2 separate regions of the Mus musculus genome follow, and region 2 is linked to region 1. Evidence: chromatin contacts called from public HiChIP or PLAC-seq data. All regions are on one chromosome and are shown on one strand. Each heading gives the region's core, a stretch centred on a gene start, on an enhancer-like site or on the middle of the called end of the contact. The rest is flanking DNA. Distances are from core to core; before and after follow the strand shown. Region 1 holds the start of Cdc37 (cell division cycle 37). Region 2 holds the start of Zfp599 (zinc finger protein 599).

Region 1 (4,077 bases), core at 598-3,097:
CGGATCTCTGAGTTTGAGGCCAGCCTGGTCTACAAAGCAAGTCCAGGACAGCTGGTTACACTAAGAATCCCTCTCTGGGGGTAGGGTGTTGGGGAGAACAGAAAAAAAACCCTGACTTATTTATTTTATGTGTATTGTGTCTGCATATATGTCGGTGTGAGTATCAACCCTTCTGGAGCTGCAGTTACAGACAAATGTGAGTTGCTATATGGGTGCTGGGAATTGAACCTGGGTCCTTTGAAAGAGCAGCCAGTGCTCTTAACTACTGAGTGGTCGCTTCAGCCCCTAAGATGTAATTTAAAATTTTATTTATTTACTTATTTATTTAGCCAGGTGGTCCTGCTATATGCCTTTAGTCCCAGCATTTAATCTTCAGAGGCAGAGGCAGTCAGAGCTCTGAGTTCTAGGCTATTCTGGTCTATAGAGTGAGTTCCAGGACAGCCAAGGCTACACAGAGTAATTCTGTCTCAAAACAAACAAACAAACAAACAAACAAATAAATATTTTTTAAAATTTAAGGGCAGATCTGGTGTAGTGGGGCACACCTTTAGCCCCAGCACTGGGGAGAAGAGGTAGAAAGATCTGTTAGTTTGAAGTCAGCCTGGTCTACATAGTGAATTCCAAGACAGCCAGAGCTGTCTTATATACAGTGAGACTCTGGTGGGGGTGGGGGTGGGGTGGGAATTAAGGGCAAACATGATTAAAAAAAACAAATTGTATATTAATGTTTTGTCTGCAAGTATATCTGTCCACCACATGCATGCCTGGTGTAGTCAAAGGCCAAATGGGGACATAATATATATATCCTGGGTTGGACTTACAGATGGGTGTGAGTGGCCATGTAGGTGTTGGGAACAGAATCCGGGTGCTCTGGAAGACCAGCCAGTCTCCAAACTATTGAGCCAACTTTCCAGCCTCAATTTTGACTTTTTTTTTTCCATTTTTTATTAGGTATTTAGCTCATTTACATTTCCAATGCTATACCAAAAGTCCCCCATACCCACCCACCCCCACTCCCCTACCCACCCACTCCCCCTTTTTGGCCCTGGCGTTCCCCTGTACTGGGGCATATAAAGTTTGCGTGTCCAATGGGCCTCTCTTTCCAGTGATGGCCGACTAGGCCATCTTTTGATACATATGCAGCTAGAATCAAGAGCTCCGGGGTACTGGTTAGTTCATAATGTTGTTCCACCTATAGGGTTGCAGATCCCTTTAGCTCCTTGGGTACTTTCTCTAGCTCCTCTATTGGGAGCCCTGTGATCCATCCATTAGCTGGCTGTGAGCATCCACTTCTGTGTTTGCTAGGCCCCGGCATAGTCTCACAAGAGACAGCTACATCTGGGTCCTTTCGATAAAATCTTGCTAGTGTATGCAATGTTGACTTTTTTTTTTTAGAGTGTTGTTTGTATAACAACCCTGACCGTCCCTAAAATTACTCTGTAGGCTAGGCTGGCCTCGATCCGCCGGCCTCTGCCTCCGGAGTACTGGCATAGCGCCACTACCGCCCAGCCAATTTTGACTTTTTGACAGTGTCAATATGTAGCCCTGGCTGGACTAGAACTCCTGGAGAGCCACCTGCTTTTGCCTCTAGCGTACTTGGATTACCGTGGGCCACCACGCCCAACGCGACTAACCTTTTGTTTCTAAAGGATGGTCAGTCTGGTTTCGGCGGGAACTTCCAGAAGGCCTCACCACATACTCCTGGCCCTTTAAAGAAGACCTCCGGTTGCCAATGCCGCCGACTCCCGTTGCTAAGGACGTAACGTCCCGCGCCGACGCTGGGGCGGGGCCGTCCTGCGCGGCGCCCTGGGCGGAAGCGGAAGGGGCGGGGCTCGCCGAGCGGACTCTCTAGCCCTTGTGGGTCCCTGTTCAGCGCCCGGCCGTGTGGAGCCCCGGGAGCCAGTCCGGGCCTCCGAAGCGAAGATGGTGGACTACAGCGTTTGGGATCACATCGAGGTGTCGGACGATGAGGACGAGACGCACCCCAACATAGACACTGCCAGCCTCTTCCGCTGGCGGCACCAGGTGGGGCTGTGCGCGCTCATCCCCTTCCCCCCCACTCCCGGGACCCCCCGCTCTAGAGTTCTGACCTCTTCCCCAGGCCACCTGGCGTGGGGGCGGGGGAGACCTTAGTTATTGACATCTGGAGCCGCCTGCTCCACAATCTAGACTTTTCTCTTTCTTTTCTTTTCTTTTTCTTTTTTTTTTTTTTTGAAACAAAATTTCACTGTGTAACCTTCCCTGGCCTAGAACTTGCTGTGTAGAACAGGCTGGTTTCTAACTCACAGTGATCCTCCTGCCTCTGCCTTCCCAGTACTGGGATTAGAGACATGTGCCTTCATGCAGGGCCGGACTTTTTAATTCCATCCCAGGACTCCTGGCTTCTTCACCGTAATTCTTGACCTGTATCTCCAGGCGTTCTCTCTGTGCTATGGTTCTCTTCTGTTTGTAAGTTTATTTATTGTGTGTGTTCCCGTGTGCACGTGGCACAGCATGCCTATGGTGATCACAGGATAACTTGTAGAAGTTGGGCCTCTCTTTTCACCATGTTGGAACTGGCTGTGGAACTCCAGTCGCCCCACGTTGCCACAAGCACCTTTACACTCTGAGCCATTTTATCAGTTGGTAATACTTTAGTCAGAGTCTTGCCTCTCCCCATCCCCAAGCTGACCCTTGTGTGTAGGGTCCCCACTATCCTGTGCAGAACCTTCTGTTCTTCCTCAGAGTCTGGACCCCAGGTTCTGTTAGGTGATCTCATAGCCCAGCCACGCACCCACTTCATATTGCACGTCTCCCTTCTGCCTCTCCTCACTACTTAGAGTCTGGAGCCACAAAACTTCTGACTATGGCATCTATTTCCCAGGATCTTAGGCATGAATTTCTATTAAAGGCCCAGAGACGACCCCCTCCCCCCCCAACTTCCAAACTAAATGAGCCCTTAATTTAACTGTCAATCTTAGCTTGCAGCTGGGATTCCCCAGTCCAGGATCCCTTTCCCTGGGTTATAGACTTGAGTCCCACATGGGACATACCTGTAGAGCCCCCTTATCCTCTGTATTTGACCTCCATCTCCACTCTTGCCCATCATTCAGTTCCAGTGGCTCTCCTTATTCTCACCTCCTGTAGACTCTTATTTCCTGTTACTCCAGGAAACCCCACCCACCTAACTTCCTGTTAGAACCTCTGCTCCTTCTAGTATAGTAAGTAGACCCTCTCCTTCCCACCTTGGCTCCTATATGAACTGTAGCCATCTTTGAAAATTCACCAAACCAGGAGCCAGATGATGATGACACACATTTTTAATCCTAGCTCTCAGGGGGCAGAGGCAGGCAGGCCTGTGAGTTCAAGGCCAACCTGGTCTACAGAGAGTTCTACAGCTAGCTAGGGCTACACAGAGAAACCCTGTCTGGAGGGATGGGGCCGGGAGTCGGGTAGGATAAAGAGAGGGGGGAGGGGAGGAAGAGAAAGAAAAGACAGCTCACCAACCCAGAAAACCAAGCCTGTCCTGTCCTACCTGCCCGTTCCCTCCAGCTTCATCTGTCTCTCTCCAGGGTTCAGAGCATCCTAGTTAACTCTGGACCTCCCAGATAATGTTCCCACATAACCTTACTTTCTGAGCATGGTAGCACACCTGTAAACTCAGGTCTTAGGAGGAGGACGAGGAAGGAGGATCTGGGATTCAGAGTCAGTCCTCGATATAGGGCAAATTCTAGGCTAGCCTGGACTACATGAGACAATATCAAAAACCAAATGGGCTGGAGTTCAGTTGTATGGCATTGCCTTGGGCTCCATCTCTAGCACTGCTTAAAAACTAGCCATGGTGGGGCAGGCCTGTAGTCTGAGCACTGGGGAGAGGGAAGCAGGAGGGTCAGAAGTTCAAAGTCGTCAGCCACGGTAAGTGTGAGGCTGGCACAGGCTACAGGGGATCCTGTCAACCACCAAGCAAATAAAATACAGTCCTCTGCAGTTTTACATCTCTCCAAAACAGACGCCCCAGATTGAGACCTTAGAACCCCAAGTGTGAGCAAGCCATGCTCTTGCCCCTCCCTTGTGCCATCATTACCTGCAGGCCTGTAG
Region 2 (4,077 bases), core at 770-3,269, 1.1 Mb before region 1:
AACAATTTTGTAAACTTCTACCAAACTGTCTCTATTCCAGACACCAACTTCCTCTTTCTGAAAGATTGTTAAATATTTGTTCCTTATTGTATATACCATACAGCATTTTGTGATTCCTTCCACCCTGGTGTTTCTAGATTTTTTTGTAGTGTCAGATAACTGTGTTTACACACTTAATGACACTGTTGACAGCTGGTAAAGACACTCTAGTAAGAGCAAAGGAGCAAGGCACATTTAAAAAAAAAGCACAAAACTTCTATGGTTTCTCTTCATTGCTGCCCACGTTAGTGTCTCCTCATTCTGTACAGTTGATAAAATATTTTCTTTCAAGATTAGGCTAGTATCGTTCTCAATTTTGTGAGAGATTTAAAATTTTGAATAGACTTATTCCACCAAACTAAAGTTTCTAAATTTTGCTTTGGGGATGGCTTTTGTATAGTTCTTCTGTGTCATGCTAATTGTTGTTGGCACTGTGTGTAGAGTCTCATCAGCTATGTAAACCCTGAAAAGATTGATAGGGTTTTTGTTTTGGTTTGTTTGTTTGTTTGTTTGTTTGTTTGTTTTTTGGTTTTTCGAGACAGGGTTTCTCTGTGTCGCCCTGGCTGTCTTGGAACTCACTCTGTAGGCCAGGCTGGCCTTGAACTCAGAAATCCACCTGCCTCTGCCTCCTGAGTGCTGGGCTTAAAGGCATTCACCACCACGCCTGGCTGCATTCTCTTTATCTTATTCATGTTTGTTTCAGACGTAGGCACATTCCACACAAGACTGTGATGTTAAACCAGCAAGTGCAGAAATGTAACTAGCTGGGCAGAAAATTCTCTCTCTCTCTCTCTCTCTCTCTCTCTCTCTCTCTCTCTCTCTCTCTCCCTCCCTCTCTGTCTCTCTGTCTCTGTCTCTGTCTCTCTCTCTCAACCTTCTATTAGCACATTTGATAATGGAGTTTGTAGAACTGGGGGGAAATGTCACATCATTTATAATCTAAAAAAATAAATTTGTTCACTTATAGTCTATTAACCAAGAATTATTAAGACATAAAACACTTAACATTTGACCATTTATAGTATTGAACAATGCTTTATATGCTTAAATTTTATCTGAGTTTATTTCATACTACATGAACACATACTTTTATAATCATAAAGATGACTTCTACAAAGACAGTCACAGCCAGTCTGCCTCCAGCTTAGGTTTGCAAGCCATCTTATAATAAAGACAAATTAGGTTCATTCCTATTTATGCATAAATCTGCTCAAGGATTGGACTACATCCCGACTGTACCTAAGTACAAATGGTTCTGTACTGCCTGCTCCGGGGAAAGTCAACCATGCTTTTGTTTTAAAAGTTACTGTGACCAACTTGTTACATTTATGTTCTGCTTCTGTAACTCCAACTATCTGCCTGTCAAATCCTCCATTTGTAAACTCCCTGCTTCTGAATTATAAAAGCCCTAATCTTACCCATGTCCAAATGCTGAACTCTTGAAACCTACCTTTGGGGAGAGACATCCCGTGGGCAGGAATTTTTAAAAGCTTGCTTTAATTAATTTGGCCCTGATGATCTGGTCGGTGGTCTTCTCCAGTTGTGGAAATAATAGAGGCATACACTTTTTATCCCATCACAGGGAATGCAGAGACAGGTAGATAGATCTATGTGAGTTCACAGCCAGCCTAGTCTACATAGCAAGTTCCAGAGCAGGACTACATAGAGAGATTTAAAAAAAAAAAAAAAGTAATGCTACTATTTCTCTTTATAAATACACATTAGATGATATAACCTTAAGTAGAGGTTGGCGCTGGTTTTCCTATAGGAAGCCCTGCCTTACAATACAGCCAAGAACTTGTCAATCTTTTTAAATTCACCAATGGTTGGTGACATTTAAGGTTGAGAAGGTGAGACAGGAAGCTCTGTCTCTGAAAACCGTAACGACAAATGTCCAATCAGACACACAGACAGAGAGTAGGGGCGGGCCTCAGTCTTCTGTAGTCCTGGGCTCTGACTACCTCCTGCCCCACTGTCCCACATGTTCTCCGTGTTGGATCCTGTCCAGGTGTTCCGCGCTCGCCCAGAAGTCCGGAGAGGTTCTGCCTGCCGCCGCGTGTCACATTTCCCCACTGAGAACCACAGTGAGAGCTCTGGGTGTCCCGGAATCCTGAGATGGTGAGTCTGTGGCAGGTCCAGAAGCCGAGCCCCTTTGTCCCCGGGCTGCGGGGTTGGGGCTGAGCGGGCTCCAGGAATCCTGTCCCGTCCCTGGTCCCTGCAGGGACCCGAGCCCTGCTGCAGCGCTTGCCGCAGCTCTGGCCCGGAGCCTGGGACTTGCGGGCCTGCACGGGAAACGGTAACCTGGACCCAGTCGATCGGCTCTCTGTTGTCTCTGCCCCTTGGCCACACATCTCTGTCCCCATGGTCCCCGCAGTTCAATTCCTGAGACGCTGTATCTGGAGTTTGGGGTGTTAAGTCTGGTGCCTAGACGATCCTGTCCCTGGGACCTCGGGCTCTATTCCGTTTCCCAGGATCCTGGAACCCCATCTATCTGTGGCATGAACTCGGAACCCACCCCTAGGAAGCACTTCCATTTTCTGTGTCGGCGTTGGGATTGAACTGTGTCACCGTGAACATGGATGTGAAGCCTTTTACTCTTTTGGCAGCTGGGTCTCATTGTGTTGCCCTGGTTAGCCTAGAACTCATTATGTAGACTGTGCTAGCCTTAAACTCATAGAAATCTCCCAGCTTCTGCCACTCCAGGGCTGGGATTAAAGGAGTGCTGTTTTACTTTCGTTGAGACAGGTTCTTATGTAGCTGGGAATGACCTTGGTCCTCTGTCTGATCTTCATCCTTGAGGCCATTTTCTAACTTTCAGATTTCTGTTCCTTTAGATACATCGCGGCGGTAGTGATTGCTGGGTCCTTTGGTAGTTCTATGTTTACGGCTTTAAGGAACTGGACTATAAATTTATAAAATGTTTGCACTAATTTTCATACTAAGAACAGAGTACTTTTTTTTTTTTTTTTTTTTTTTTTTTTTGAGTCAGGATTTCTCTGTGTAGCCCTGGCTGTCCTGGAACTCACTTTGTAGACCAGGCTGGCCTCGAACTCAGAAATCCGCCTGTCTCTGCCTCCCGAGTGCTGGGATTGAAGGCGAGCGCCAGCACGCCCGGCTCACACACAATTTTTATAGTTTTGTTTAGAGTTTAGGAGTCCTGCTATCTGATACATTCAATATCTGGCGTGACTCTGTTAGACTTCAAGCTGTCAACAGCCATTGAAGAGAGCACCCAAGTGGTGTCTGTGAATAGTTCCATTTTTCCAGCCCTTCCCACATACGGGTGAAGATTTTAGGTCATGGAGGTGGTTACAGGCTCTCTTCTTCTTTTGAGATCTGGGAAGATGTCCTCGTTTCCAGAGCTCTGGGCTTTTCCATATTCAATAACCGCTTTTAATACTGAAGTCCGTTGGTGCATGGGCCATCCCCTTCCAGGAAATGAAAGATATCAGTAGACCTGGAGACTTTAATTAGGGAAGCCAGGGTATAACTGTCCGTGTTGAAATCCTTTGGAACACTCTGGCCATATTTTCTGACATCTTTACATTAACAGACCTCGATGCTGAGTTTTCTTTCTCCCATGAGACAAATCAAACGTCACCTTCCATGGAACCCTGCTATGGAACACATACAGAGTAGAATGGACCCCACTTTCTGTTCCAAAAGCTGACCGCTTGGGTTCAAGAGAAACATGTCATTCCAGGGGCTGATATCATTTGAAGACGTAGCCGTGGACTTCACCTGGGAGGAATGGCAAGACCTGGACGCTGCTCAGAGGACCCTGTACAGGGACGTGATGCTGGAGACCTACATCAGCCTGGTGTCCCTAGGTGAGTCTGACTCCTGGAGCTCTCAATAGCAGTTACTCGCTCTTTTAGTTGGTAAGGGGGAAATCATTGTGAACTTAATACTAATCCTGTCGTATACATTTTAGTAGACACACTGTAATAACATGCATGCTTTTGAGAAACCCTGTGGTTTTGCAGTGTACTTACATCATTTATGATTATCAGATGAAGTTAAGAAATAAGTTTACCA

What was found. HiChIP or PLAC-seq counts read pairs in DNA pulled down with a chosen protein or histone mark.
Region 2: a contact with region 1 is called in an H3K27ac HiChIP or PLAC-seq map of microglia, with 5 times the contacts expected there. The contact joins the promoter of Zfp599 here to the promoter of Cdc37 in region 1. A contact is called at or near these places in 1 of 39 promoter capture datasets (pre-B cells) and 1 of 115 datasets of contacts at active chromatin or transcription factors (microglia).

The regions. Positions count from the first base shown.
Region 1 is chr9:21,147,704-21,151,780 of GRCm38.p6, reverse strand. It overlaps Cdc37 (cell division cycle 37), which reads left to right and starts at 1,847. Exons shown (of 8, transcript NM_001378796.1): 1 at 1,847-2,025. The coding sequence starts at 1,924. Gm35977 (a long non-coding RNA gene) reads right to left here and starts at 1,813. Exons shown (of 4, transcript XR_870568.3): 1 at 1,635-1,813.
Region 2 is chr9:22,257,837-22,261,913 of GRCm38.p6, reverse strand. It overlaps Zfp599 (zinc finger protein 599), which reads left to right and starts at 2,019. Exons shown (of 5, transcript NM_181419.3): 1 at 2,019-2,157; 2 at 3,743-3,869. The coding sequence starts at 2,155. Gm39307 (predicted gene, 39307) reads right to left here and starts at 1,812. Exons shown (of 2, transcript NR_166680.1): 1 at 1,490-1,812.